Regions from separate parts of the Mus musculus genome. Here regions 2, 3 and 4 are each linked to region 1. A link is a contact called in public HiChIP or PLAC-seq, Micro-C and promoter capture Hi-C data. All regions are on one chromosome and are shown on one strand. The core of a region is the stretch at or near the end of the contact, and the rest is flanking DNA. Distances in the headings are between cores, read along the strand shown.

Region 1 (5,583 bases), core at 1,175-3,674:
CTTCGGGGCCCCCGTCTTCTTCCTCCGCTGCTGCCATGGCAAGTTCTGCTTCGCCCCCACGTAGCCCTCAGTACCCCCAGGCACACACACATATACACTAACACAGGGCACACACACAGGCACACACACACTCACGCCCCAACAAAGCAGGTCCGCCTTCGGCCCAGGATCGTTGGGCAAACTTCAAGTTTTTCTCATCATTATTGGTCGAGGTACCTGCCAATCATATAGAATTCAAAGGACACGATTGATCCAAAGAGTGGGGGCGGAAAAAGGTGTGTGTGGGGCCCCTACCCTTGCACGATGATGATTGGCTGATAGGGCTTCAGTAACTATGCACTGCCGAGGGATTGGTCATAATGAGCTAGGCCTGTGTTGTCACTCAGCTAAAGAGGCTTTGATTCGTCAGTTCAGCTGCCAGTCATAACCAAAGCTCAGAAGGGATTGGCTCAGGCCTACAGAACTCGCCCACCATAAGCCTCTTTTTTTCCTTCTCTTCCTCTTTCTTAGAAGGTCCGGGTTCCTATTGGACTTTAGAGCGAATGGTTCCAAATCAAATGATTGGCTGGCATGACACGGAAGAATGAGCATGCGCAATAAGCGGGGGGGGGGGGCGTGGAATAGGCCAACCCAGACGAAGGCGGTGTCGACTCCAGTCCCGCCCCTTCACTCGCTCTCTCTCGTCACCATGGCAACCCCTCCGCTATTGGCGGGGCCTTAGGTTCAAAGGCCTCGACTCGGCCTTATCCGGGTCTTTCCGCCCGGACTCTCTCCGCTTGATTGGGCGGTTTACTCCGCCGCTGATTGGCCGAGATCTGGAGAGACGGTGCAGAGCTAAGGGGGGAGGGGGAAGGGCAGAAGTACCAGGGTCGCAGGGTTCAAGATGGCTCCGGCCTCCTTGGGTGACGTAGAGGGAAGACCTTGGGTCCGCCCCTCCCTCTCGGAGAAGCGGGGAGCAGAGCTGGGGTTAGCCCGACGCGTGGATGGTGCGGCCGTCGGTCTGTGGCGCCGGTGTTAACCCCACTCTCTCGGTTGGACGACTTAGCCTCTCTAGGTGATTCTCACAGCAGGACCGAGCCAAAGGCCCACCGTTGTAATGTGACACAGCAGACCACAGTGGACCCCCACTCCGTCCTAAACCTTACAAGCAGAAAAGGACTGGTTCCACCCTCTTGGGAGTGGGCGCCCAAAGGACAGAGGCCGACCCCTAGGTGACCCGCCGTAGAATGGGGTAGATCCGCCCCTTCCTTGTAGTTTGCCCTGCATAGATTTGGATCTTTTTCCTGGCTGGACGGCTGGCAGCTAGGGCCTTTCCAGCACTCAGTGACCCTCACTATGGCCCAAGGCCCAGAATTAGGTAACAGTCCTCGCATTCGCAAGGGCTCTTCACCAAGCCATGTAAATCACCCAGGGCAAAGGTGTCCATGGGCGGGAGACGAGAACACGCTAGCTAAGGATTATTCAATACCTTGATAAAGGACCTGTGTGACTGAGGAATAAAGAAAGGTGAGAAGCTGGGACTCTCTATAGGAGGAGGTACGGAGAAGCGAGGATCTGGAGTATTGAAGAGGTTTAGATGCAGAATAGGCGAATAGGAGGTAGGAACGATGGACTCGTCCAGAGTGTGAAGAGGGAAGTAGGGTTTGGCCAGTTAGATACGCGGCACATCCCACCATTTTATCACCCTTAGGAAGCAGTGTTTTATTGCTCGAATTCCATCGAAAGGACTTAGCTTCTTACAGGTCTCAGCTATAGCCTCAAACTCGGATACTCTTGCCCGAGGCTCTCATGTACTGCTGTTAACAAGCATACACCACCAAAAGCCAGCGGCCAGATCGTGTGTGTGTGTGTGGGGGGGGGGGGAGTGGTTGGCTCAGATTGGGTGAATGAAGAACTAGGAAAGTACTAAGTAGGAAAACAAGGTTGAAAGGGAGAGAAGGTCAGAGGGCTCCTTTATCTTTAAAGACTAAAGGTGGGTGGAGGAGATGGAGACCCGGGACAAAGGGCAAGTGGACAGAAAGCTGGAGAGCTATTCAGGGAAAGCCCGAGGCCTGAGCAGAAAAAGGTGAGCCTACTGCTTGAATTCAGAAGGTACTTCATAAACGTTTGTGATTGAATGGGAGACAGGAAAGGCAGGAGGAAGTGTTTGGGGATCCTAGAGTTACATAGCGCTGGGGTTCAAAGAAAGGCAACGGGTTCAGAGAGCGTGCGAGCGAAGCTAGACGGGGCAGAGGAATAGAGCAGCGAGGGAGCCGGGGTCACCGGTGCTGAAACCGGTGGCCCGAGCGATGAGGCTGACCGAGGCCGCGAGCGCCACTGAGCTCCCTGGGGCGGGGCCAGCGAGAGGCCCGGCAGGCATGGGGAGGAGATGCGGGTCTCTGAAGAGGCGATTGGCGAGGCCCGCTGCCCATCATAGACCCCCACTTCCTGGCCAGCCCCGGAAGTCAGCAGGCGCTGGGAGGGGTGGGGGAGATAGCGGCGGCAGTAGCCCCGACCCTCAGAGAGCCGGCAGGGAGGGAGGGAGGGTGTCGGGGGTACTGCCCCCCACCATTCCTACCGATATGGGCCCAGCTTCCCACTCCCACCACCCCTCCATCGGCCGGGGCTAGGACATCCCCAAATCCTGTCGCCCCCTTGGCACCGACACCGAGACAGAGATACAGCCAGCCGCCACCACCGTTGCCGCAGCCTGGCTGGGGAGGGGGCCCGTCCCCCAGGCTCCCCGCCCCATTGAGGTGTGGGCGGGAAGGGGGTGGGAGGCTGTGGGAGGAGGGGGCCGAGAGGCACGGGGATGGGGAGAGATGGGGCCGGGAGGGCCGGCTGGGGACAGGGTTGCTGGGGAGAGGGGCCTGAGCGGAAGAATGGGAGCGACGAAGGCTGGGAACAGGCTCCGAGGTTGGGGGCCTTGCTCAGAGTGCAGAGGCGGGCGAGAGGAGGGATGGGAACTCGGAATTTGGGACGGGGGTGTGGACAAGGGGACGAGTCTTGAAAAGGGGATTCCCTTCGGGTTTCCCAGCCCTTCTGCTGCTTTTTGGCCCCACATGACTTCTGGGTGGCGGTGAGAAGGCCAGGACTGCTTCCTAGGAATTGCTGTCAGGCACCCGCTAACCTCTCACACGGAAGCAGCACTGATCTGGAAGCGGCCTTCCACCCAGAGCCCCTCACTAGCACACGAGTGGCCTGTGGGAGGTCCGGCGCCTTGGATAGGATGCCCGGCTTCTGTGCAGCCCTGTGCTGTGCTTTCCATGGGCTGTAGAGAATGACGTTTAAAACCCCATCAGAATGGCTATCCGCTTTCACGCCCATTGCCCCAAGTTCAGTTTGTGACACGCTCCAGGGTCAAATCTGTGTGAGGACTTGGTATGTTTCACCTGTTGGGTGTTTCCGTGCGGCCTACCTGCCCTGGGGCTTCCCGTTTGCCTTAGCTTGGTCCCTCAGCCTCACAGGTGTTCAGTTCCAGAGGGTGCAGGGTTCTTCTGCCTGTGGGGTTCAGTGGTTCAGCCCTGTGACCACAGTAACCTGTTTAGTAGGTGTGGCTCTCACCAAAGATCTGCATGGTGTGACGACACATCGATGTGGCACAACGGTGGCATGTACTGGTTGCACCTGCCATTTATTTTGTAAATTCGTTGTCGGTGTGATTGATTGATTGTATGCTCATTAACCCATTTGCCATTCCAATGTGTTTATGGATCTTCAAACATTTCTGTCTAAAGACAATGCCTTCTTCAAACCAAGTGTTACACAAGTATTGTTAATTCTGCAAAGTATTTTTTGTTTTGTCTTGAGACAGAGTCTCAACGTAGTCCTTCCTGGCTAGCCTCAAGCTTGCCTGTCTTTGCCTTCTGAGTGCTGGTATGAAAAGTGTATGCCACCATGTCCAGCTAAGGATTCTTTTTCTTTTCTTCTTTTTTATCCCCCACCCCGGGGGCCTTGGCAGTTTCACATACCTTATGCTGGCCTCAGCTTGACATTTAGCCAAGGCTAGCCTGGTATTCCTTACATGCATGTGACACAACACCCATGTTCCAAAGAACCGTTCTTCCTTGGCTGACCACCTGACCTGTCTCTTCACATCTGTTTCTCTCCGTGGGCTGTATTTATATTCTGAGTCACATCTAATGCAAGTCTGTCCTGTGGCAAGCCTACAGTGCCCGTGTATATGGATGGACCACTCTCTGTGCCCCACTCTTTGCAGGGTTGGCACGTTTGATGACAAGTGTGGTGGCATGTTGGTTCCGTGGTGCATGCTGTGTGAGATGGCATCTTCGCGATGTGGCTTCCGTCACTGTGGCTTCCCTGTGGCCCTGTATATTTACAGTGGGTTGCTCTAAGTCTTCTTGCTGTCGTCAGTATTTGGGGCGGGGGAGGTGACCTTTTCTAGTTACTATACCTAAAGAAGGTAGCCATCGATGACGCTGAGAACACTTGCCCAGCACAGAAAATCTCGGCACTGCAGAAGCAAAATGAGAGGAAGCAGAAACAAGAACCGCGCTGCCTAGTGCTAGCTGAACAACTGTGGTGGTGTCTGTGGCCAAATAATCCCGTCACCAGGGTTTGCTGAGCATCCTCTGTACCTGCTTCTGGTGGGCACTGAAAATAAGGTAGAATCCCTGGCCTGAAGTCTCCTACAGTCTGAAGGAAGCTAGGCAGAAAAAAAACCAGTGAGCATTAACCCAAAGCGTGTTATCACCATCAGTACTTGGCAAGACCATCGAGCCTCATACTTACCTGGAAGGCACATTAACATACATGTTGGCCTGGTGCCAGGGTCACGCTGTGTGGGTGAGGCACACAAGTTTATATTTTTAGGCCTTGACAACCACTGATCATACCAGTGTGGTGGCACACACCTTTGGTCCCAGCACTCGGGAAGGGCAGGCAGGAGCATAGTTAACGACCAGTCTGGGGATATGCAAGGGCAATCGAGAAAATTTGTAATGAAAACGTGGGCCTGTTCAGGTCCCAAAAGGCATTGGGAAAGTGGTGCCGGCCTAGGTGAGGCAAGAGGAGGCAGGGCCTGCCAGCCAGAGAGAACAGCGTAGTCAAAGCGCAGAAGCATGGAGGTCTTGTGGCAAATCTAGGGACGTGAAGTAAATCATTTTGGAGACAGGGTCAAAGAAGTGCAAGTCAACTTTCCAAGAAAGGTCTTTTGGAGAGACAGATGCTCAGACTGAGGTGACAGCATCTCTGGCAGCCATGTGAGGAGGGATGGAAGGCACACTGCCCACAAGCAGCGTACAGCCCAGGGATCAAAGATGCTGGGCAGAGCAGTTAGAAAGCCCACTGTTTGGAGTTCTGGGGGGTAAGGGTGGGGGCAGGCTTTCCTCTGAAAGGAAGGAAGAGCCTTTGGCCTACATGGAGAGACAGGTATAGAACTGCCTTTTTATCACCTGTGAGGCTGCCTCCAGCAGTGGAGCAGAGGGGAGTAAAGAGGAAGGGCCCAGAAGGCAGGTTCTGCACGCTCTCCTGCACCTCTTCCTGCTCGAGCCTCTTCCTGCCCTGGCAGGCATTAAAAGTTCCTTGTACTGTTTCCTTGATATGACCTCTCACACAACCTGCCCGCCCTCACTGCCTCCATGA
Region 2 (5,583 bases), core at 1,462-3,961, 910 kb after region 1:
TGATACCCAATCATGCAGGCAAACAAAGCAGCCTTGAATTGACCTGCTCTCCTCTAGTTTTGAGACAGTGTTAGTATGGTTTTTTATGTATAGTGCTGGGACTCCAAACATGGGCAAGTCAGGTGCTTGCTAGGCAGTGCTCTTCTAGTGAGACATCTCTTTGTTCCCTGTCTCCCAGATTGCTTTGTATAGTCTAGTCCTAACCATTGTTCCCACATAGTAGCTTGTCATGCATTTATGGGTGAAAGCTAACCTGGGTGTCTGCTGTGCCCGTGCACCCCCCTTCCCTGCCTTCTAAGACCTCAGTCTGAGGCTGTTCAAAGATCTAGAATTCAAGGTGCTGACAGGTGACCCCACTTACCCACTGGCTATCAGAGCAGCTTTCTCCACCCGGAGCCTCTTCCTGGGCTCCGTCAGGACGGACAGGGGGCCTGGGGAGACCTCATCATCTAGCTCTGCCAACACTTTATGAGCTGATTTCCTCCGGTTTCTTGTGGGTGGAGCAGGCGAAACTTGCGCTTCCCCATGCTGAGAGGGAATAGCCAGGCCCTGTGGCCTGCCACCACCACGGGAGAAGGTGAGAGGCTGGGCCTGGAGTTTGCTGAGGCTGCCGATGGAATTGAGAATCAGTGTGGCCTTGGGGGCAGAGGAGAGAGTGCTGAGTGGCCTCTGAGGTGCCCCTTGGGGGGGCAGCATAGGTTGGAAACCGCCCCCAGCTTCTCCCTTAGACCGAGGGACGGTTATGGCTGCAAAGTCCTGAGGTTTAACCCGGACTTGTTGAAACATGAAGTAGAACTCTGAGGAGGAGCTGGTTCCTGCTTGACCTTGGGGGCCAAAGGTCAGAAGGTCACCATCACTCAACTCCAGTCTGTGGCCTCTTGGAAGTCGGACATTATTGACCAAAGTCCCTGGTGATAATGAGACAGACATAAGACAGGTGACGAGAACAGGAACAGACTTGTAGTCAGAATTAACATGATCTGGCTGGCTGTTCAATTTTTCAGGGGGACACAGGGTTAATTAAGCATTAAACTCAAAACCTCACATGCAAGCTTTGTTGGCTAGGAACAAGCCTATTTTTCTCAACGACGACAGTGGGAGGCTTCTGTGCTTAGCTCTTGCTTAAACACCACTTCTGATAAAAGGCTTATTTCTTTTTCTACCTAAGACAGCCCCAGAACTCAGGATCCTTTTGCCTCAGCTCTGAGTGCTGAGATTGCCTCTTGCTGTCTCTTAGCCTCTTTGTGTCTCATTTCCCTTGCAGGCAGCATCCATCTACATCTAACAGAATAGGGCCCAGACCATAAACTCACTGTTGCCTGTTGGGGACTAATAATGCCCACGACAACCTCAGGTTAGGCTTCTCCAAACATTGCATTTGGTCTAGGAAGCTAAGACCTGAAGATGGAATACTGAGGTAAACCCCAGCCTTTGTGGACTGTCTTGGGTTGGGACCGAATGCCTAGGTCACTAGAACACTCATAAATGCCTAGCAGGAACAAGGTGCTTCAGCAAACGTGGGAACAGTCAAATCTGAGCTTAATACTAGAATGTAGAATTTGATGACAGCTTGCACACCCCTCTTAGGTCCGGTGTAGGCTAAAGCAGACAAGCAGGTTTAGTCCTGTGTGGAGCTGACAGAAGTGTGAGCAGACAAGACGGAACCAAGACTGCTCACCAGACTAGGACTCTGGGAGGCAGGTAGCAGGGTCCCAGAGGCTCCTCTTACTCATGCCTGTCTGGGGCTCTTCTGCTCATTGCTTACCTTGGCTGCTGTGATCCTCCAGGCTGACCCTCCAGTCGTCCCCTTGGAGTTCAGCATGCAATTCCGCATGGACTCCAGAGATGAGGCCGGGCTCCTGCTGGGGCCGCAGGGCCACATCACACAGGTCGGCCCTGCAGCCCAATCGATAGGTGCAGCCAGACTTGGACGGGGGGTGGAAGGTGTAGAGGTCACCGCCCCTGCCGCCCCCTATACGCAGCAGCTGGAAACAGGGCAGCATGGGGGGTGCCCCCTCTGCACCACTTTGCCCACCTCAGAAGTCCATTCCCTCTCCTACTCCTGGGTCATGCACCGTGGGCTTCAATTCAGTTCTCTCTGATGTCAACAGCTAAGTATTGTGCCTAATGCCAACTTAAGCAGTGCAGATTCAGAGCGCCAGAGGCCTGGATATGCACCAAGACAGAGGCTGTCAAGATGAGGTTTAAAAAGCAATTCCAGTAAAGTCCTGATGCGATGCAAAACCAGGAAGACGTCTTGTGGCACCTCAGTGAAGCCGGATCCTCAGGCGGCTCAACATCCGGGAGCCTCCGACAATCTGTGCAAGGCAAAGCTAGTTTAAACCGCAACTGGGAACAGGCAGAGGGGGTGAAGGGGCCCTGGTACACAAACGTGCGTGTGACACGGGTCTTCTCCCTAAGTGTAACCTGGAGTCAGGGAATTTATGGTTAAACTTTCTAATCCAAGTAGCGCACCCCTTCCATCTTTCCCCCCCACCCCCGCTCTTCGGATCAGTTCCCCTAAGGGAAGTGAATCCACTGTCACCCGCAAAGGGCGGCGCAGACGGGTCCCTAATTCTGTAACAAAGTGGATCTCACCCTTTCTTTTTTTCGCTCGCGGGGTAAACTGAGGAAGGGATTCCGTACCCTGCGTCCCGCGCTCCCGCCGAGGTTTGACAGCCAAGGAAGCCGCCCCGAAGGCGGGGCTTGGGTGAAGGCGCGCGCGCGCGCTGCGCAGACTCCTCCTTCGGAATTCCCGGGTCCGACTTCGCGCCCGCGAGCCCGCCCCCCCGCCGGCTGCTTCTGATTGGCCATCTGAGTTGCACCCATTTGCTCTATTGGCCGATGCGCAGGGGGGAGTTGCTCATCTCCCGCTCTCCGCCACTTCTGATTGGCCGGCACGTTTTCCCGGGTTCCCGGGGAGAGGAGGGGCCGTCAGGGCGCGGAGAAAGTTTGGGGCGTCAGGGTGCCTGCTTGCACCTTTCTTCTTCCTATTTCCGGTAGGGAGAAATGGAGCTGTAGAGCAGCCCGCCGCCCCGCGCATGCGTGATCTGGGTGTGGCGTCTAGACTGGGTGCTAGGTGTAAGGGGCGTGGCAAGAGGGCGGATCTCGCGCTGGGTAAGGGGCGTTCGGGGAGAGTCAGTTGGGGGCGGGAAGAGTCTGAGAGGGGGCGCAAGGGGGGCGGAGGGGATCCACAGGGCAAGAGGGGTGCAGGAGCTGGGTCAAAGGATAGATGAGGAGGTCAAGACAGCCTCAGAGTTCAGGGTCCTGACGGGGATTAGCCCGGGGTGTGTGCGGGAGAGAAGTGGGGGAGACAGGACAGGGAGCGACCAAGATAATTCCATCGAAAAAGACTCATACTAGGTCTAGGAAGAGAAACGGGTAGGAATCGCGGGGGTTGAGTGAAAAAAAAAAAAACCCAAAAACTTGAATTCTGATGGAAGTGGGGGAAAGAAGATGCTGTAGGACTCCGAAGAGAGATGCATCGGGAATGGAAGCCGAGGGGATAGAGAGCAACTGAGGCCCGTTACAGAGAGGCCCAGATGAGTTGCCAGGAAGCTGGCTTCCCAGCAACGGGCTCCCGGCTGCTCCGATTCCTCAGGGATCCTAGGGAAGACGCTTAACCCCACATGTGGCCTCATTCTTCCCGGACCAGGCCTTGGGCTAACTCTTTAATAGGAAATGACTCAGAAATCCTGGCTCGATGGTGCCTAGATGGGCTTCCCAACGGCCCTACCATTCCATGGCAAGGACTGTGGAGAGTGGGCTCCTTATACTGTGTCCAGAGAGTCCTGAGCTGCAGGGACCGTAGACACTTAAGGAGGAAGGTAAAGGCACACCACCCACATTCCTGTAAGTAGAAGGAAGCCTCGTCTCAGTAAATTTACCTTAGGGTTGTTGCCTGGTTCATTCTATCAGGAGCGTAGTTGGGACAAGCAAGTGGTTTGGTTACCGTGTGCCTTAGGGAAGTAGGAAAAGAGAAGCGTACAGCCCGATAGACCTGTCAGTAACTTAAGGATTATGACTTTGTTTTTATAGGGCTTTTTCTTTGGAAGGTGGCCTGAAAAATTGAATTGAAGTATCCTTGTTTCTCCTATTGTCCAGGGGAACATAGGTGACTGGAGACAAGAGCTACAGGATTCATATAACAGGAAGATGTTGCCACCGTCAGGTCAGTGAGGCTAGTCAAGGAGACCAGGATCATCTCCCTCTTCCCTCTCCCCCTCTCTCAGAATCTGACAGTCTTTATTCTTGTGACCCCCTCAGGTTTTGCTGGGCTGGTTCCTCCCTCCCACTTCCAAGCTCGGCCCCTTCCAACTCTGCCAAGAATGGCCCCGACCTGGGCTTCAGACGTTCCCTTGGTCCAATCTCCGGCCAGCCAAGATGTCTTAGAGAGACGGCTAGATGCTCAGAGGTCGACAGTGACCACGTGGGGACAGGATTTCTGTGGAGATGGGCAGGGGCTAGGGCGGAGAGGCAGGTAGGGATCTGCCAATCACCTCTTCCTCAGACTGACACATGGTCCTTCATACACGCATGCCTTCATTTCAGCCCCTGGTTCTATAACTTGTGTGGTTTTTCTATAGGCCATTGTTGGCCCCTACGACGCATAGACCACATGCGTTGGGGTTAGTGAGAATAGATGTTTGGACTTAAATTCTCATTACATAAGGAATGTAAATGTCTTAAGGGAGGGGATAAGTTCTGCAAAAGCTGTTTTAAAGCAAAATGACGTGCAGCTTAGACATGCTGACCCAGTTCTCCAGAGGCATACTGGCTCCTTTTGGAGTAGTTAAGCAGGCCTTTACAGGAATGTGCAACTGGAGCTGGCTATGCTCTGTGAATGTGGTTTTATTTGTTTTTTTTTTTTTGTTTTTTGTTGGTTTTTTGTTTGTTTGTTTTTTCAAGACATGGTGTCTCTGTATAACCCTGGCTGTCCTGGAACTCGCTCTGTAGACCAGGCTGGTCTCGAACTCAGAAATCTGCCTGCCTCTGCCTCCCGAGTACTGGGATTAAAGGTGTGCGCCACCACGCCTGGTGTCAATGTGTGTTTTAAGACTATTAAAAAAAATTTTTTTTAAGGTTTATTTAGTTTTATTTATAGGAGTACATTGTACTCCTATACACACCGGAAGAGGGTATCAGATCCTATTACAGATGGTTGTGAGACACCGTGTGGTTGCTAGGAATTGAACTCAGGACCTTTGGAAGAGCAGTCAGAGCTCTTACCTGCTGAGCCATCTCTCCAGCCCCTAAAGAACTCTTAACCTCTGCTCCAACTCTCCAGCCCTAAGAATTTTATTTTTGAGCTTAGTATGGTCTGCCTTTAATCCCAGCACTAGAGAGTCAAAGGTAGGCAGATCCCTGAGTTCAAGGCCCCAACCCTGGTCTAGAGATTGAGTTTCAGGACAGTTAGGGCTGCATAGAGAAAAACTTGTCTGGAAAAAACAACAACAAAGACTTTATTTATGTGTGTATGATTGTGTGTGAGCATTCATACTTGGAGGCCAAAAGAGGGTGAAGGATCCTCTGTAGTTGGAGTGACAGGCAGCTGTCAGCCTTTGAATGTGGGGGGCTGGGAAC
Region 3 (5,583 bases), core at 959-3,458, 720 kb before region 1:
TAATTAAGATAATGCTTTACAGCTGGATCTCATGGAGGCATTCCCCCAACTGAAGCTCCTTTCTCTGTGATAACTCCAGCCTGTGTCAAGTAGACACAAATTAGCCAGTACAGTAACCAATTCCTTAGCTGCCACAGCCATATGCATCCCAGGCTAAGCTATGAGGGAGGCAGAGTTTGTAGAGAACAATGTTACACCATAATGTAAAAAGTCACACCTTGACAGCGATTTAAAAAAAAAAAAAAAAAAAAAAAAGATGGTTCACTAAATTGGTTCTCATACATTTTCCTTAAAAAAAAAAAAAGTAAACAATAACAAAGCCAAGAGCGGTGATCCCAACTCTCTGGAGGCAGAAGCAGTGGGTACACCAGTTCTAGCCAGTTCTAGACTAGCCAGAGTAACATGGTAAGACCCTATTTCAAAATACAAAAAACCCAACTTTATTACTGAGTAATTGAAAAGCACTACCTTTTATGTTTTTCATGCTTTTTCTGGACAACTCTAACCAGTATAAATCTCTCTCTCCCTGCCGAAAGGGAGACACAAGGACCTCTTCTCTCAGACACACTTAACACACAGTACAGCTGGGCACTGATGGCGCACACCTTTAACCCCAGCACTCGGGAGGCAGAGGCAGGCAGATCTCTGAGTTCTAAGCCAGCCTGGTCTACAGAGTGAGTTCTAGGACAGCCAGGGTTACACAGGGAAAACAGCTACCACCACCACAAAACAACAACAAACAAACCACAAAACAACAACAACAAACAAACAAAACAACAACAACAAATCAGCAAGCAAACCCTGCTATTCTTGGGCATGCTACCAGCTTCAGGTTACTAGGTCAAATTTATATTGGTTTTTTTTTTTTTTTTTGAGACAATGTATCACTGGCCTGAATCTCCAAGCTCTGGTCTGAGCCTCCACACAGGTGACCTCAGGTGCACAACTGACTTCAGGATGGTTCGTTGCTTTTGGTTCAGGGGACTATAGACCCAGGTGTTTCTTGGATGCTCGCCTAGCACTGCACCACAGACCTCTTCCTTCCAGTTTTAACTCTCCATACCTTAGTTAATGTTGTTCCTCCTAGCTTTCTTCTTCCCCTTCCATCTGCTTGAACCTTTACTGTCCTTCACTCCCTCCCAATAGAGATACAAATTGTATTATGTCTGTCTCCCCAGGGAGTGTCAGCTCACTGGTAGCTAGGACTCCTGTCTCCTACATAAGTACAGCTGTGCAGGGCCAGAAGATGCTTGGCAAATACTGCAGGAACAAATCTGAGAAAAACTATTTTACTTTTTAACTGTCACCTGTCACAGTGCAGTGCTCTCCCTTTTGGCTGTGAGTATACCAGAAAGTCTCTTCAAGCTGAACACCGACTGTGAGTCAGTCTAGACTGAAATGCTGGTAAACAAAGAATGCAGGCCGGTCTTTCCTGACACCAGAGAGATCAGTCCATTAATTGCCACACACATACGCCTCAGATGCTTGTGGTGAAGAAGGGCACCCCCATAAACTAGTCAGCAGTCCAAATGAGCAAAAGGAAGAGGCAGGCGAGGGAATAAGGATCCTCTGGGCCGATGCCCCCATTTCTCCTCTCCCCTTCCTCTATCCCGATCCAGCAGCAACACAACAGGTCATCAGCAAGAAAGGTACTTTGCGGACAAGCGACAAGGCCTCTTTCAGAACCCTCGCTTCTCCCACAAGGCGATCTGTAAGAACTGAGAAGCACAAACATGTCGAATCCGCTTGAGAATTCGAAATGGGAAATGCTGGAGGGGGATAAGGGACACGGGATGGTCGCGCCTGCACGACTGGAATGGCGGGCCAACGTCGCTGCGACTGTCCTGGGACCTCGCCGTGTGTGTGTGTGTGTGTGTGTGTGTGTGTGTGTGTGTGTTGCCCTCACTGACTCGGCCGCTGGTGTCCTGGGCGCGAGGCGGTGCGACCCTCCCCTGCAGGACGGCTTGCCCCGACCTGTCCCCGGGACGCGGGTCTCCGGGCGGCCGGCCTGCGTCCTCCGATCTTGGCGCGAGGTCGTCTCCGCCGCACTCACCTGCGCCTGCACGTCCATGGTGGTCCGCACAGAAAGGGTGCAAAGGCAGCAGGCAGGACGATGAGACCCGCGTCCTCTCAAGGGCTCGCGCCGCAAAACGCCGAAGCCAGGCTGTCCAGGAGCCAGGCCAATCAGCCACACCCGCCACTTTTGAATTTCAACCTCCGCGCAGTCAACGCACTTCAATCCGCAGAGGCCAATCCGCGCCGGCGCCGCGGTCGCGAGCCAATCACGGTGCCCTCCGCCTCCGGGGCCACGCCCCCTGAGTCGCGACTCTTCTAGTCCGCTAGAGCACCAGAACTAGACCCCTTGGATCCTACTTCCGGATCCGCTCTTCCTCTTTTCTCCCTCTCCCCCTCCCGAGCGCCGAGCGCGGCTTCCTGAGGTCTCTGGTTGCGTCAGAAGTGCGCTTGTGTGGAGGAGTGGCGTGGGGGAGGCAATACGCATGTGCCTGAGCGGGGTCGGGGCGGAGCGAGCGCCACCTAGCGGATACTGCTGAACTTGCACACCTCCTCGCCAACCCTGTAGACTGGAGACTGTTACACCGAGGTCGCTCTTGGTCCACTTTCTCAGGTCCGAAAAGTGGAAGCTGGTTGATGGCGCTGACCTGTCCTCAAAGAAGAAAAAGTGGAACCCATATCTGGAGATGTAATAAAGTCATAAATCTAGAGTAGGGCCGGGAGGATAGCAAACTGGTTATCCCTGAAACTCATATAATGTGGAAGGTGAGAACTAATTCGCCACAAAGTTTTCTGTGCCCCTCCTGCCTCCAATATTATATATTATACATAAACAATATGTATTATATACATAAACATATATCTTTACACATATAAATAATACCCAATAGTACGTATTATATATATAAGCATATATATATATATATATATATATATATATATAAAACACATAAATTACATATATATTTATTTTGTTTTTTCGAGATTGGGTTTCTCTGTGTAGCCCTGACTGTCTTGGAATTCTATTTGTAGAACAGGCTGGCCTTGAACTCAGAGATGCTAGGGCTACCCTGTGCCACCATGCCCAGGTCAATAAACAATCTTTTAGATTAAAAAATCAAAACAAAACTAGAAGCCAGGCTTGGTGGCACACGCCTTTAATCCCAGTTCCCAGTACTCAGAATGCAGAGGCAGACAGATCTCTTGAGTTCAAGGCCAACCAGGTCTACAAAGTAAATTCCAGGGCAGCCAGGCTCTGTAGAGAGACCCTGTCTTAAATAAATAAAGAAACACACACACACACATACATACATACATAACTGGATAAATAAATAGTATGTTTCTTTTTTTTTTTTTTTTTTTTTTGGTTTTTTGAGACAGGGTTTCTCTGTGTAGCCCTGGCTGTCCTGGAACTCACTCTGTAGACCAGGCTGGCCTCGAACTCAGAAATCTGCCTGCCTCTGCCTCCCGAGTGCTGGGATTAAAGGCGTGCGCAACCACACCCAGCAGTTTCTTTTTTTTTTTAAAGATTTATTATATGTAAGTACACTGTAGCTGTCCTCAGACACTCCAGAAGAGGGCGCCAGATCTCATTACGGATGGTTTTGAGCCACCATGTGGTTGCTGGGATTTGAACTCAGGACCTTTGGAATAGCAGTCAGTGCTCTTAACCACTGAGCCATCTCTCCAGCCCAAATAGTATGTTTCTTGACACCAAACTCTAAATCTACAGCCCCCAAAGACCTTACTTGAGATGTTTCCAAGTCTACAAATGTTAATGGGGGGACACTAGAAAATTTCTGGTTATAATTCGCCAAACTGGTTATAATTTTAAACTAGACAGTATTTCCCTAGTGACTTTCTAGAAAAAAAGCAAAAGTTTTAGTGTGTGACAAAATGTGAGTTTGTCTTCTACTGAAACCTGTTTTGGGAGTTTATCTTTCTTGGCATGAAGCCTGACAGCAAGGTAAACCAACCTGTGAGATTTTACACATGGGATGGACTGACCTGGCCCCTGCAGCCTTGGGATAGGAGCTGGCTCAGGAAGGACGGCCTGCTGCTGCTAAACTGTCTGATGCAGCCAAAGCTCCATCACAGAGCTCAGAGAAGGATACATTTGGACAACAAAGGGAAAACAAATATCTTCCTTATGTATCAATTAGAATAACAGAGGCTTACCAGAGCAAGACGAAATCCTCACAGGAGGTGATCTCAGTGGCTTCGTTGGGGGCTAGGTCAGTCTTCAGCTGGCTGGCAGAGCAGTCCCGGATTGCAGCAGCCACACCCAGAAGATCTGAAAGATTTTTCTGCAGAGAAGGAATTTGGGAGAACGACTCACCTCGGTGAAACAGTCAACCCAATGTTGTTCTTAAATTGCGCAGGTCCTGCCAGCAGGCAGTTCTTTGCCCAGTGGTCAGTAGTACCACACTTGAAGCGAGCTCCAGGGGAGTGAGTTGCCGCAAATCTTTGGAGACAGCCTCCTGCTGCTATCAGGAGCTGGTATTTGTGGTCAGGGGGAGCCTTTTTCATTAAACACCATAAATGCAATAGTCAGCAGATCTCTGAGGGGTTTGAGAGGCAATATGTAATCCTTCTATTAGGCAGACCCGATTTTAAACAAATACTTGTTTTAGTTATTTGCTTTAGGCTTAACCTTGCCAATAGTCAGGGTTTGTATATGCTTGGCCCAGGGAGTGTCACTACTTGGAGGTGTGGCCTTGTTGGGTTAGGTGTGTCATTGTGGGTGTGGGCTTTAAGACCCTACTCCTAGCTGCCTGTCAGTATGGCACTAGCAGCCTTCAGATGAAGATGCAGAACTCTCAGATCCTTCTGCAGCATGCCTGCCGTGATGTCGCCATGTTCCTGTTTTGATGATAATGGACTGAACCTCTGAACCTGTAAGCCAGCCCCAGTTAAATGTCCTTTATAAGACTCGCCTTGGTCATGGTATCTGTTTACAGCAGTAAAACCCTAACTAAGACAGACCAGGGACTGAGGTGTTGCTGTGATGGGCCTGAATTTGGAAGAATGTGGATTTGGGAACTTTGGGTTTGGAAAGCAGTGGAATGCTTTAAATGGGGCTTAATGAGCTAACCCAAGAGGTTTCAGTGGAGAATTTCAATATGTGGCCTAGAGAATGTTCTTGTGGTATTTTGGTGTAGAATGTGACTACTTCTTGCCCTTTTCTGAAGAGTCTGCCTGAAGCTAAGGTTAAGAGACTCAGCAGGAGCCGGGCGTGGTGGTGCACGCCTTTAATCCCAGCACTCGGGAGGCAGAGGCAGGCGGATTTCTGAGTTCGAGGCCAGCCTGGTCTACAAAGTGAGCTCCAGGACAGCCAGGGCTATACAGAGAAACCCTGTCTCGAAAAAACAAAAAAAAAAAAAGAGAGAGAGAGAGAGGGAGAGAGAGACTCAACAGGGCAGTGGTGGTGCACGCCTTTAACCCCAGCACTTGGGAGGCAGAGGCAGGCAGATTTCTGAGTACAAGGCCAGCCTGGTCTACAGAGTGAGTTCCAGGACAGCCAGGGCTACATAGAGAAACCCTGTCTCAGAAAAAGAGAGAGAGAGAGAG
Region 4 (5,583 bases), core at 1,616-4,115, 550 kb before region 1:
CTCCCTTGCCTTCCTCTCTCCCTCAGTGTTCCCCCATCCTCCTTTTCCTCAGTGCTCCTTCTGCCCTCCCTTTCCTTAGTGCTCCCCTGCTCTCCTCTCTCTCAGTGTTCCATCAACCCTTCGCTCCCTTAGTGTTCCATCTGCCCTTCTCTCTCCCTCAGTGCTCCACCTCCCTCTTCTTCCTCAGTGCTCCCCCTGCCCTCATCTCTGAAATCTACCCTTTACCCATGTCCCCTGACCCCACCCAGCTCCCCCACCATTCACCTTCTGTGCCCTCTCACCTCTGTCTTTCCCAGGGCGAGGACGGCTTTCCTGGGTTCAAAGGTGACATAGGAGTGAAAGGAGACAGGGTGAGTAGATGTCTGACTGTCCGTCCACCCATCCCCATCCGATTCCCCATCTCCTATCCTACCACTCTCCATTTTGAGCCATCCTGGGCTCCCTTGAAATGGAAGCTTTCCCTCCATTGCCCCGCCCCCTTTAGAGCTGGGCCCCAGGGAGATGGCAGCCTTAGCCAGCCACAGTGCTCCCCCCAGTCACTGTCTCTGTGCATCTCTGCTGTCCTGCAGTGTCTTCTCAGACACCTGCCAATCCCAGCCGGCCTTGCTGGGGCCCACCTCTCTACAGAGGGCCTAGACCCATCTCTCCCTAACACTCACCTCCCACTTTCCTCTCAGGGCGAGGTTGGAGTCCCTGGTTCCAGGGGCGAAGACGGCCCTGAAGGGCCAAAAGGGCGCACTGGACCTACAGGAGACCCTGGACCCACTGGGCTCATGGGCGAGAAGGTGATGATGGGAAAGAGTGCCTTGTTACTTGGCACACTGGGTGCCAACTAGAAGTCGGTGCTTGATCAAGGATAGCTGTGAATTAACTGTGCCTCTCTACGCACGGTATCTGCTGGGTGCCAGTGGCCTGAGGTGGCGCATAGGAGGTCAAGAAAAATGATCAGTGTGGCAGGCACAGGGAGGACACGGGGGCTAGGGATGCGAGCTGGGGTGAGAATGTGGGGAGGGGACTCGAGGAGGAAGGGAGGGCGTGGCCCTGTCCTGTCAGTTCTACGGGTAGCCCCATGACAGTCAGCTTCCTAGATGAGGCTTTTTGCAGCTGTGGGGGGGGGGCGGGGGCAGGATTAGGATGATTTTGAACCCCAGTGAAGGGCAGAGCCAGGCTATGAGCTACAGAACCCTGTTTCCTACGACAGCGCTGCATCCTCCCGGGCAAGACAGTGCCTGGAGCACTAGGAGGGAAGGATCTCGGGGAGGAGCTGGGCTGGTGCTCCCCCTCAGGGAGAGAGGTCTGGCTGGGTAGTACAGTGGTGGGTGCTGGGGGAGGTGGGCCTGGAGATGGAGCAGGAGTGGCTGAGGAGACAGAGGAACTGAGGTGCAGAATTGGGCTTGGGGGACTTGTGGGACACCGAAGGAGCCAGGAAGTCGGCGGGGCTTCTGCGGGGAGTATTGCTGCTAGATGTCTGTGGCCCCTGTCTTTCCTGATTGCATTCTGTCCTTCCACAGGGCAAGCTAGGTGTTCCTGGTCTGCCTGGCTATCCTGGACGCCAGGGCCCCAAGGTGCTGTGTTGCTCCTCATTGCCTCTTCCTTGACCTCTGACCCCAGGAACCATATATGGGTGGGATTCCCTAGGGAGGTTTTAGCTGACTGACTCCCATTGAATAGATGAGAAATAGAGGCCTGTGGGTGGTAGGGCTCTTCCTAAGGCAACCTGTTTGTTGGCAGGGTCCAGCACCATTGCTGTCTTGATGGCCTCTTCCACCCCCAACCCCACCCCCCACCCCTGCTTTGGCCTTTCCCAGGCTCCTCCCCCCCTTACCCCTCTTTCTTTCTCCAATCTGTCCAGGGATCTCTGGGTTTCCCTGGTTTTCCTGGAGCCAGTGGAGAGAAGGGAGCTCGGGTAAGCGGGGGAGGGGGAAGGATGCACAGGGAGGAACCAGAGGGGCCACTGTGGGAGTCTTGCCTTGTATAATGCTTGCTTGACTTTATTCCCACCAGGGCCTGTCTGGGAAATCAGGACCTCGGGGAGAACGGGGCCCCACGGTGAGTGCTATGGGCTAACACCTGTTACCTAGTGGCTCAAAATCTAAGAGGTGGGCTGGATGGTAGCTCAGTTGGTAGTGTCCTGCACAGGGTGAACAAGCCCTGGGTTCATCCCCAGTCCTGCACAGGGTGAACAAGCCCTGGGTTCATCCCCAGTCCCACACAGTGTGAACAGCCCTGGGTTCATCCCTAGTACTCCATCAGTTGAGTGTGACAAGGTAGAATCAGGTAGAAGCAAGACGATCAGATGTTCAAGATCACCCTCAGTGACATGGTGAGCTCCTCCAGACTCAAGGATGTTTCTGACATCTGCCTTCTGTCTACCTAGGGTCCAAGGGGTCAGCGGGGACCTCGAGGTGCCACTGGGAAATCTGGAGCTAAGGTGAGTGGACTCTGCAAGGTTGAATCTGTCTCCTGATGCGGAGCCTCCACACCCCTCCCCTCCACACTCTGCCTCTTCCTTGGGGATGCCTGATAAACACCCGAATCACTCCCTGACTTTGTCTCCCTCGCAGGGAACATCAGGTGGTGACGGTCCCCACGGGCCACCCGGAGAGAGGGTGAGTGTGGCTTAAAGGCTCTGTTCCCGTGTTCCCTGGGGAAGAAACATGTGTTCCTCTTTCCAGAACCTGTCTTCCACTCATCCCATCTCTGTCTCTAGGGTCTTCCTGGACCTCAAGGCCCCAATGGATTTCCTGGCCCCAAAGGCCCTCCGGTAAGGTGACCGTTAACTTGTGACCCACATCACTTCCTTCTCCCTCATTCGTCTTCTGTGTCAAGAGTCTCTCTGACCCCAAACTTCCCTTCCAGGGCCCTGCAGGGAAGGATGGGCTGCCGGGACACCCCGGCCAGAGAGGAGAAGTGGTGAGTGATCCAGGGGTGTGTGTGTGGGGGGGGGGGGGGCTTGGATCTTGCTGAGTCAGCCGCCTTGGTGCTGTGCTTCCTCTGGGAGCCTAGAACTTGGGGCCTGCCCCACTGTCTCCCACACTTGTCCTATCTGGCTGTGACGTCACTCTGGCTTTCCCCTCAGGGATTCCAAGGAAAGACCGGCCCACCAGGCCCGCCCGGAGTGGTGGGACCTCAGGTATGTTTCCCCTAGGAGAGAATGCACCCCAGACTGGAGTTCGGGCCTCCTCTCCCAGTAACTCAGCTCTGACACCTGTTTGCCTGGGCAGAGACCCCGAATTTCAGCTCTTTCCCAGGTGTCTCTCTCTGTGTCTCTGTCTCTCTGTGTCTCTGTATCTGTCTCTCTCTCTCTCTTTGAGACATTTCCTGGCTGTGACACAAGGTGGCGTGGCCACTCCACACCAGGGATGGGAAGCCCCAGTGGCAGCCAGGAGAGCATCAACAATTTCCCCTTGGCTTTTGGGCAAACTACTGGGCTCTCGATTGGCACTTTGGGGGATGCAGAGTGGGGTCTCGGGGCAGATGGAGCTGAGTTTAGACTGTGATTTTCCCAGGGAACAGCTGGAGAAAGTGGTCCCATGGGAGAGAGAGGTCACTCTGGCCCCCCAGGACCTCCTGGAGAGCAAGGATTGCCTGGAACATCTGGGAAAGAAGGGACCAAGGTCAGTGAGGGCTGGTGGAGAGGAGCTGGGGAGGGGGGCTGCAAGGCATGGGCCAGTGTGGCTCTGAGGGGCCAGAATCTCTGCTCAAGTTATGACTTGACACCCCTCCTTTCATTTCAGGGTGACCCTGGTCCTCCTGGGGCCCCAGGGAAGGATGGTCCTGCTGGTCTGAGAGGCTTCCCAGGAGAGCGAGGCCTTCCAGGCACTGCTGTGAGTGTGACCCCCAAAGCTAACAGCCTATGAATATGGTCACTCATCACCTGGTCCCCTTGATATTATACCCCGCTTTGGGGGCCTACATCTCCCCAAAGCCCACACTTCCCAGGATGTCTTTTGGGGCCCCATGCCTGTGAAGGCTTGCCTTCTCACTCACCACTTACCCTAAATCTGGTTCATAGGGTGGACCCGGCTTGAAAGGAAATGAAGGTCCAGCTGGCCCTCCTGGCCCTGCAGTGAGTCTGGAGTTCCCGGGAGACAGTGGGCAGGAACCAGGAAAGGGTTTGGGGAGGGAGGATTCTGGGCAGGTTGTGGCAGGAACCATGGGCCTACACATGAGAGGGAATTCGGGGTAAGTCAGGATGCATTCAACTTTCTGTTGTCCCAAGATCTATGGTCAGGGGTCCTGGAGTCCCCCTTCCTGGAGGGTCTGACTCCATCTCTCTCTCAGGGCTCTCCTGGCGAGCGAGGTGCAGCAGGATCAGGGGGCCCCATTGGTCCCCCGGGACGTCCAGGCCCACAAGGTCCCCCTGGAGCAGCAGGAGAGAAAGGCGTACCGGTGAGCCTGGGGGCAGGAGGCTGTGAGCTGTGACCTGAGGAGTAATGGCTACCAAGGTGTTTTTGGGGGGGTGGGGGGGACTTGAAGGTGAAGCTACGTCCAAGCCATTACCTCTTCCCTTGTTTCGTGCAGGGCGAGAAAGGCCCTATTGGTCCCACTGGTCGTGATGGGGTGCAGGGCCCCGTGGGGCTTCCTGGTCCTGCAGGACCCCCAGGCGTGGCTGGAGAGGATGGAGACAAGGTGAGGGAACCGGAACCTACAGATGTGTCCAGTCTTCTCCCCACTAGAGACTGCTGACCTTCTGACCTCTATTAATTTGCATATCTCCTTTCTCATCCATCCCGTTACCTTCTCCTGCAGGGTGAAGTGGGAGACCCTGGACAGAAGGGAACCAAAGGAAACAAGGGTGAACATGTAAGTATCCACGACGCTGACACTTGGCCTCCTGGCCTTTAACCTCATCCCTCCCTCGTTGCCCTTACCACCACACCCTACCCCTGCCTGTCCTGGCATCTCTGATTTCGCCTTTCTTCCTAGGGCCCTCCTGGACCTCCTGGTCCCATCGGGCCTGTGGGGCAACCTGGAGCTGCGGTGAGTGTCTCTGGCTTTCCACACAGCCCCACCCTCACACCCTGGACTCCAGCCTGCCTCGGTTCCCACACTTCCTTGTGCCTGGTGCTCAAGTCTGGGTGGGTTTATAGATGGAGGACAGCTGACCCATGACCTACCATTGTGTCCTGCTCCAGGGAGCTGATGGTGAGCCTGGAGCTCGGGGACCCCAGGGACACTTTGGAGCCAAAGGTGATGAAGGAACAAGAGGGTTCAATGGACCCCCGGGACCCATCGGCCTACAGGTGAGCAGGATTGGGGACAGGACCTGAGAGGTGGGCTCAGGGTGGACCTGGGAGCACCTGCCAGTCACAGAGGGTCCATCCACTGCTGCGGGGCTGAGGGACAAGGACTGATCACCTGCGTCTGTGCTTCCTGTCCCTGCACAGGGCCTGCCAGGACCCTCTGGGGAGAAAGGAGAAACAGGAGACGGGGGGCCTATGGTGAGTGTGACCCTCTCCTGTCCAACCCCCTCCTCCCCTCCCCCTCCCCTGCCACCCAGCCAGTCCCCAGCATGAGGCTGCACTGCTGACCTCATGGTGTGCATGCAGCCCTGCCATCTGCCCTCTGCCTGCATCTCTG

The links. Promoter capture Hi-C pulls out the DNA fragments that hold promoters and counts their contacts. A called contact is a pair of places that touch in the nucleus more often than the background predicts. HiChIP or PLAC-seq counts read pairs in DNA pulled down with a chosen protein or histone mark.
Region 2: a contact with region 1 is called in a promoter capture Hi-C map of erythroid cells, with 15 times the contacts expected there. The contact joins the promoter of Tcf19 here to the promoter of Agpat1 in region 1. A contact is called at or near these places in 2 of 39 promoter capture datasets (cranial neural crest and erythroid cells).
Region 3: a Micro-C map of embryonic stem cells shows a contact between it and region 1, with 20 times the contacts expected there. The contact joins the promoter of Kifc1 here to the promoter of Agpat1 in region 1. A contact is called at or near these places in 4 of 39 promoter capture datasets (cranial neural crest, hippocampal neurons, liver and 1 more), 1 of 484 Hi-C or Micro-C datasets (embryonic stem cells) and 2 of 115 datasets of contacts at active chromatin or transcription factors (bone marrow-derived macrophages and pancreatic cancer cells).
Region 4: an H3K27ac HiChIP or PLAC-seq map of microglia shows a contact between it and region 1, with 6 times the contacts expected there. The contact joins the enhancer-like site here to the promoter of Agpat1 in region 1. A contact is called at or near these places in 11 of 39 promoter capture datasets (the 3T3-L1 cell line, the C10 cell line, the HPC-7 cell line and 5 more), 10 of 115 datasets of contacts at active chromatin or transcription factors (astrocytes, craniofacial prominence, embryonic hindbrain and 6 more) and 4 of 9 other capture datasets (adipose tissue, liver, macrophages and 1 more).

The regions. Positions count from the first base shown.
Region 1 is chr17:34,603,437-34,609,019 of GRCm38.p6, forward strand. It overlaps Agpat1 (1-acylglycerol-3-phosphate O-acyltransferase 1 (lysophosphatidic acid acyltransferase, alpha)), which reads left to right and starts at 2,425. Exons shown (of 7, transcript NM_001163379.1): 1 at 2,425-2,735. Rnf5 (ring finger protein 5) reads right to left here and starts at 125. Exons shown (of 6, transcript NM_019403.3): 1 at 1-125. The coding sequence starts at 37.
Region 2 is chr17:35,514,113-35,519,695 of GRCm38.p6, forward strand. It overlaps Tcf19 (transcription factor 19), which reads right to left and starts at 2,712. Exons shown (of 4, transcript NM_001163764.1): 1 at 2,647-2,712; 2 at 1,766-2,318; 3 at 362-908. The coding sequence starts at 2,003. It overlaps Cchcr1 (coiled-coil alpha-helical rod protein 1), which reads left to right and starts at 3,141. Exons shown (of 18, transcript NM_001372297.1): 1 at 3,141-3,827; 2 at 4,105-4,171; 3 at 4,267-4,480. The coding sequence starts at 3,630.
Region 3 is chr17:33,888,425-33,894,007 of GRCm38.p6, forward strand. Kifc1 (kinesin family member C1) reads right to left here and starts at 2,209. Exons shown (of 11, transcript NM_001195298.1): 1 at 2,054-2,209. The coding sequence starts at 2,071. It also overlaps a transcript of Smim40 not described here.
Region 4 is chr17:34,054,541-34,060,123 of GRCm38.p6, forward strand. It overlaps Col11a2 (collagen, type XI, alpha 2), which reads left to right. Exons shown (of 65, transcript NM_001317722.1): 28 at 297-350; 29 at 678-785; 30 at 1,512-1,565; 31 at 1,853-1,906; 32 at 2,005-2,049; 33 at 2,378-2,431; 34 at 2,565-2,609; 35 at 2,711-2,764; 36 at 2,860-2,913; 37 at 3,080-3,133; 38 at 3,510-3,617; 39 at 3,738-3,827; 40 at 4,016-4,069; 41 at 4,285-4,392; 5 more. Among named protein-coding and RNA genes, the nearest start is that of Col11a2, 18 kb to the left of the region's middle. Within about 2 kb of position 2,866, at least 37 of the 459 cell types and tissues checked have an H3K27ac peak or open chromatin away from gene starts, as enhancers often do. A contact at or near this core is called in the HPC-7 cell line and microglia, where this site is marked.